Regions from separate parts of the Drosophila melanogaster genome. Here region 1 is linked to region 2. Evidence: chromatin contacts called from public Hi-C data. All regions are on one chromosome and are shown on one strand. Each heading gives the region's core, a stretch centred on a gene start, on an enhancer-like site or on the middle of the called end of the contact. The rest is flanking DNA. Distances are from core to core; before and after follow the strand shown. Region 1 overlaps baz (bazooka). Region 2 overlaps CG13003.

Region 1 (3,713 bases), core at 445-2,944, 330 kb before region 2:
CTTAACTCAAGCGGCAACTCCAACTGGTGGAACCACCCACCCCCTTCAGTTGGCCTCCTCCCCGGCCACGCCCCCGGTTTTCCCGGCTTCCAACCTGCTCCGGTATACCAAGTTGGAGCCGCAGTTTCAGTTCTCGTTCCCATTCGGATGCGGATTCTTGTTCTTTGCGGCATTCCTGCCAAGTGAAAGTCGCTGGAATCAAGGCTATATATTCAGATACTTAACCACATGCCACAGAACTTCCTGCAACCCATAAAAGCCTATTAACTAGTTGTTAAACTTAAAGATTCACGTTCTATATCTTCGAGTTCCATATTTTATGATCATCGCAACTAGCAAAGTTAGGATTATAGAATATTGCCAATATGAAACAAATGACAACTTCCAAAACTAATAACAAATCTATTTAAATGAAAGGACAAAACATTTTCAGGGCATTGAAGTGATTGTATCCCTTAAGATGTGATATAAACTAAAGTCAGGTATTCAATCAAAGATAAAACTACAAACCCTTTTGGGGCACAACCAAAAGAATATCAATTAGTGGTAGGTGTTGTGGTATCCCAGGTATTTCAATTTTCTAATTTACCTTTAGATAAGATTGGTAGAAGAATGGAACCTTCCCCATAAGCAAAGTAAAGTCATACAATAATCCCTTAGCAACCTAATCCGGTACGTAATATTTTCGTGAAACCCTATCGTAAAGTTAATTCCATTGGCATCATCATCACACCAGTACAAATGTGGGAATTCCTGCTTCTAATTACCTGCCGTAAAACCAACTGAAATTGGAGACCAAAATGGATTTATTAGCCGTCGTAACAAGGATGTGGATGTGGATGTGGAAATGCGAAGGTAGAAAGAAAGAAAAATGTGAAAGGTCAAAGGATCCGATCCGATCCGATACTTCAAAAGAAGCCACCTAAAAGTTACAAAAATAAAAATGCCAAGGAAGGGAACATTAGCCATATGGTGGGAAGATTCCCTACTCATGATCGTTTCCAAATACAGGTGCCATTAACGAAATGGCATTGGGGGAGGCTATACAATATGAAATTAATTCCATTTTATAATATATAAGATATATTTAAATATTTTTTCTTAATAGAGAACCTTTTGAACTATCAAACTTTCATTTTGTTCAGGTCATAATTTATGTAACTACTAAATCTTTTGAGCATAGGTTTTTTCGAGTGTATGTGTGTGCATGTCAAGACATTTCCTGCATTTCCTCGCTCGTCATGGGAATCTAAGCACAAGAAAACCTTTTTAAGAAGAATCACCCCTAACAACAAGTGTTTGCGCATTTTTAAATAAGACACTTTTGCATTATCTGGAATTTAATCTCGAATGTTCTTTGTCGTGGTAGATATATATCTATTTCTTTATCGGCTACCAGCCAACTTTAGATAAACCTCAAATTCTTGCAGTTTCAACTAAAGCACAATGGTCTGCAAACTCTGTATTTTCACTATTTTTTTTTTTGGCACTTGAACAAAACACAAAAAAAAACGAATTTTTTAGTTGTTTTTTATGTTTCCATTATACTTTTTGCACTTTTATGCGAACCGTTAAAATAATTGTGTTAAACAATTGCGGTACCGACGGCGGCGGCCAGCGACGGCGACGTCCGACGACGACGCATTTCTAAAGCGAAGTGAAGTGCGGCCGCAAAAACAAAACACTCACGGCACTCACACACCAATCGCAGCCGCTGAAGAGAAAGAGCGAGAGAGAGAGCGCAAGATCGCGTGCACTCGGAAGAATAACGCGTAAGTAAGTTGCATATATTAATAAAAGATCTCTAAGAATACAAGCCAATAAAATGTATATACAAAAACATAACTAAATTAACAATGTAGCAGAATACAATTAAAACTAGCATTATTTTGAAATAAAAATATAAGCATTTCAAATTCATTTTTTCAGTGTGTTGAGAGAGCATAACCATTCTCTCTCGCTATCTCTCTCTCTCCCTTTTCACCTGCGTTTGGCTTTGGCAAGTGCAGGCGGTTGCAGTGGCTCTCAAACTGCTTGCGACTGACCACCGGGCAAGGAGAACAACAACAAACACAAAGAACTTTGTCAAGCGGAACGCAAACTCAAATGCGCAGAACAAAAAAAAGCAGCAGGAAAAGGGGATGCAACAACCATCAACAACAACGAAATTAGAAGCAACAAGTGCCCAGAATGCGGATGGATATATCGTATTATAAAAACGGCCTATGCGCAGAAAAATCAAAAAAATTAATCAATAATACAAATACAAATTGTTAAATTAAAAATCAGATTAACATCAAACTCTCTCACTAATTTTTCCCAAGAACTGCTGGATTAAATACATAAATTCCAATATTATTTACGTTTTCATGCTAGGCCCTAATACATTATGGGACGATACCATATTTCTTGGAAAAATAGCAAATTTACGTATAGGACGTTCAGTGTGTTGCAAAAACGGATCTTCAAGCTAAAACCCCGAAATTACAGATATTTCAGTTATATCCAGCGAAGTAACCTGTGCGATGCCATAGTCCATATACCCGCCCTTCCTGGGCGGCGCTGAATGCAAATTTAAGTGGAATGGGCGGGAGGAGTGTGAGGAGGGGTTGACTTCAAACAAAAGGCAGGGAAACGCAGAGTTGACGCCAGGACGTCGTTGGCATTGTTAAGCGGTGTACTTGCTGTTGTTGTTGGTGGCAGGAAGGTGAGGCAAGGCGAACTAGACACAGAATGCCATGCCAACGATTGACGACGATGTCGGCGACGCCTGATAATGACGATGGTCGGATGGTAATCATCATCATTAGCTGTTTCCTTTTTCCACTTATTCTGGGACCAAAACATCACCACATCACCATCAGCAACAACAACAACTACCACAATGGCCTGGCCTTCAAGTGCATTTGCAATTGTTAGTTAGCTAGGCATTTATTCCGCTTTTCAGCTGAAATTCTCGCGCTATGAAACCAAACGAACTGGAAAGCTTCCTTTTCCACAAGCAAAACAACAACTGCAAATGAGAAGGAAAAACTGGACAACATTCGCATAATTAATGAGAGAAACGAAAGAGCGGAAAAAATAAATACATAAATTCAATTTGTTGCTGGACTTATTATAGTACAGTATTTTAAGTTATATGGTAGGTACATACTTATATGTATGTTTAAATTTTGTAATGCATTGGTTTGGCATTTCAATTTCAATGTGATAGATAATGTCTTATTTTCTATTCGATTTCTCTAGGTACTAGATCTTGTACTCGCTGTCTAGTGTTCACTGTACCCGATTTGTTGGCACCATTAGCGACATAATTATGCATCTGACCAAATGAAGAGAAAGAGTGAGTTGTCAGTTTTGTGTGATTTGAAGCTCATCAGGCTCTGGCTGCACTTAATTAATTCATTTCGCACAAGTTTATCTTAGTCCGCTCACCACTCAATCAGGTGAGTCATCAATCAAGTCGTAAGTTTCCGTTCTTGAGCAATTAGATCTTTGCCTTTCTTTGGCTCCATCATTCATTCATTTACAAATTCCCATTGTTCGGCCAGTGACTGTAAAACTTTAGGCAACCAAAACTTCCGTTTGGCTTTAAACAAAACAAACAAAAAAAAACGTTGTCATCAGCCAAAATGCGAGCACACAACAACTAATGAGCAATAAGTCGCCGGGAGTTGGGAAAATATATAACGAGGTGCACAGAGAAAAACTTA
Region 2 (3,550 bases), core at 941-3,440:
CTGGTTCTACGAATAAAATAAAAGCCAAATAAAAGCGGGCTAAAAGCAAAGGCTGAAATTGGAGCGCCGTGGACAGGCGCAAGGCACACGATACAACGCATTCCTAGTCCATTCCGAAGTCCAGTACCCAGTCCAGTTTTGGGCTTAGTCTTAGTCTTGGACTGGGTTTCGTTTACGGTTTCAGTTTCAGTTTCAGTTCGGCTTCGAATCACGTTCCATTTGATTGTTTCTATTTTTCCCCCATTTTTTGTGCTCACCCTGCATATATATATATACATATATATATATATTTCTTGTGACTGCACTTTGCTTTGTTTTTTTTTTTCGGGGTTTGGCAACTGCGCCCAACAACCAAAATGCCTCAAGCTTGGCGCCTGCACTTGTGGGCGCCAATAATAAAAAAGAAACAAAAATAGAAAAAATACCATATATACTCGTATATATTCATACATATCTGTACGAGTCGGTGGAAAAAAGTCTTCAACCTGTCGCGTTTTTGGTCAATTAGCCACGGCGCGTATGAGTAATGCCCAGCGACAAGAAGTTCGAGAAAATCAAAAAAAAAAAAGACAAGAGTACACAGAGACCAAAAGTAAAATGTTATTTATGATTCGATTTCTTCAAAGCTCTGTCCTTGATTTCGCTTTTGGCATTTCGGGGCGTCGAAAGTGACTGGCATCGAATTGGATTGGTTTGGCTTGGATTGGATTGGATTGTATTAAATTGATGGGCGGACAAGCCTAGGTTCTTTCGCCTTCAAGTGGCATAAGAAAATCGGACTTGGAGCTCAGTCTTAAAGGTCTAATTGGAGGTGCAATTAAATGGAGCTCCATAATTCGTAGAACTTTTTGTTAACAAATGTATCGAGTGAATGCAAATTTGAATGTGAGAAAACACAGACAGGCACTTTGATTGCATTTTTCTAAACTTCCTTTAGATTTGCTTTATAACTTGAAGAATTAGAACTTCTTTATTGCATAGTGTAGTTACACTTAAAGTTCCTTAAATTATTCGTATGAATTCTCATATCCAATTGTGCCATCTAAATACGTATTACATATTTCATAAATTTGTTAAATTTGTAATTATATTATACCACTCTGCGTTCATGAATTTCCCAGCTTTTCCTGCTTTTAATTGTGCAATCGAATTGCTGAAAATTCACGAATCGCACCCCTCTCTTTTTTTTCCAACGATGCGCTCAAGTGCATTTGGTAACAAAAACGTTTTTGACTTCAGGTTTTTTTTTCGCTTGTCTTCACCTTTTTTTTTTTTGGCTTTTGGTTTTTGGTTTTTTTGCAAGCGACGCGTGCTTCAAACTTTACGGCTGATTTTTGTTATTGTTATCTGCTCATTCATGTTAATTAACCGCTCGCAGCAACAACAACTACAAACACGATAGTGAACGGTTTTTTTGCCATACATTTGTTGCTATTTTCAATTGATTTACGGCCGAATGCGCCTGCTTTACGTCCATTGTCTACAGGGATTATTTGAGATCGAATCTCGGAATCGGAAGGGTTATGGTTTTTAGGAGATTTATAATTAAATCCACTTTGTGTGCCAAATCAATTCACATTGCTTTTCTTTCGGCCAGCAAAGTGATTGCTGTCTTATGAGGTTTATTAGATGCGTTATCTTTTTCTATAGATAAAGATATTTCACTTAATATAATACAACAATACTATCCTTTGTACTAATTAAATTTATACAATTATTATGATCACTGCACTTTTAAAAAGAAATTAATTATAAATGACTTAGAACACTTAAGAAATGCTTAAACATAAGAAAAAGGCAAGAAAATAAACTGCGAAATACAATATATAAATCTTTAGAAACTTAAGATACTTTGGAATGTAAAGCTTTAATGCGTAGGTTGACTATGTTTTATGCGTTACATTTTTACATAAAAAACTTATTTGACTTTCGTTTGATCCGTAGATATGGCATCGTTAACCTTGCACTTGATAGTGATAGCTCTGCTGGCGTCGACGGCGCTGTCAACGGCGACGACACCAACAACAACAGCATCAACTGCGACGCCGGCAGCGACGCGACAGCGCGGCCGAGGCTTGGTCGTTTTCCAGGGGGCGGGGGGCGTGCCGGTATCCACAACCAGCACAGAGGCGCCAACGCTGAGGGCGCCACGTCAGCGTCGTCCGCCCACGACGCAGTCGATCGATTTAACGGTGACGGTGACCCCGATTCGCAGTCGCGGCCGCAGTGGCAGCGCAGCGACGCCTCTGCCGCCGCTCACAGCAGCAGCAGCAACAGCAACAACAACAACAAGCGGTAGGCTCTTGCAGCGGCGACGCAGCACAGCAGCAGCAGCAACAGCAGCAACAACAACAACGGGAGCTCCTGCTTCAGCTGGAAGATCGTCGAGGGATCGGGGCAGTGTGCGTGGCCCCAGACAACCGCGTGATACCCCGGATTTAAGTGGCGAGTCGAGTATACGACGCAGCTGGCAGTCCGTGCCACCCACCGTCATTCCCTACCACGCCCACTCGCCCACTTCCAGCCCCAGTTCCAGTGACAGCGCCGGCACCACTTCCAGCACCACTTCCAGTCGCGGCGCACTAAAAACGTGAGTAATACCCTACAATAGGAAGACTAGGGATGGTTAGTTAGTTTATATATGAGTGTAAAAGATATAAAAAATATATTGATAATATTGAAAATTTCAACAATAAAATCAAAAAAATATTCGAATTAATAGTTAAATGTGAGTTGAGAGCTTCAAGTGCACGGTATTTAAACCTTCGGTTCACCTGAGTCCGCCACCTTCATTGTGGTCTTTGCCTTTTGAGATCTTGCCAGGCGCCTGCCCATTTTGGGTGCCGCCTTTTGATTTATGTGCCATGGCACAGATGTGTGATATTCCCGATCCCTGACTGCGATTCCCAATCCGATTTCGTTGACAGGCCCCGAATGATTCAGCGCCTGGTGGCCGGTCACATCCACAATGCCCAGGGGCACTCCACCTACGAGGTGTCGGCGGTGAGTGCCAACAGCTCCTTCTCCAGTTTCGGTCCTTCCACGACGGAAAGGACCAGCACCTCAACATCCACAACAACCACGACGACGAAGCAAACTCCTTTGCGTAGCAAAGCGAGCAGCAGCTACCGACTGGCCAAGCCATCGATTAGGCCGAGATTAACCAGCACGGTAGCCACGACGAGATTTAGTAATCCGCCGAGCATCTCGAGATCCACAACTCCGCTGCCTCCACCCAGATCCAATACTCCGAGTTCCAACAAGGAACGGGAATCCGACGATGATGAGGCTTTGCTCAATGAGCCCGACGACTTCGACAACTGGGACAATGGCATCCTGCGGCTGAGCGCAGGATCCGGAAAGGAAGCCGATGCTCCGGCCAAAAAGCCAGCGAAAGAGGACCAAAAGAAAACGCTGGCGGATCAGGTGAGGGATGGCAAGTATGGGCTGATCGAAAAGGAGCTCTTCCGCCGCATTCCCAAGCGACCAGGGGTGCTGAGCTATGCCCGCAACTCGGAGGTGCCGCTGGATAACGAGCGGAACTACGGTG

What was found. Hi-C and Micro-C count contacts between places; a contact is called where the count stands out from the background.
Region 1: a contact with region 2 is called in a Hi-C map of the OSC cell line, with 2.8 times the contacts expected there. The contact joins two enhancer-like sites.

What each region holds. Positions count from the first base shown.
Region 1 is chrX:17,176,827-17,180,539 of dm6, reverse strand. All of the region lies in intron 1 of baz (bazooka), which reads right to left. Among named protein-coding and RNA genes, the nearest start is that of lncRNA:CR44026, 4.6 kb to the left of the region's middle. Within about 2 kb of position 1,694, at least 34 of the 39 cell types and tissues checked have an H3K27ac peak or open chromatin away from gene starts, as enhancers often do. A contact at or near this core is called in the OSC cell line, where this site is marked.
Region 2 is chrX:16,848,336-16,851,885 of dm6, reverse strand. CG13003 reads left to right here. Exons shown (of 6, transcript NM_001169308.3): 4 at 1,945-2,590; 5 at 2,928-3,550. The coding sequence starts at 1,947. Among named protein-coding and RNA genes, the nearest start is that of RSG7, 5.7 kb to the right of the region's middle. Within about 2 kb of position 2,190, at least 11 of the 39 cell types and tissues checked have an H3K27ac peak or open chromatin away from gene starts, as enhancers often do. A contact at or near this core is called in the OSC cell line, where this site is marked.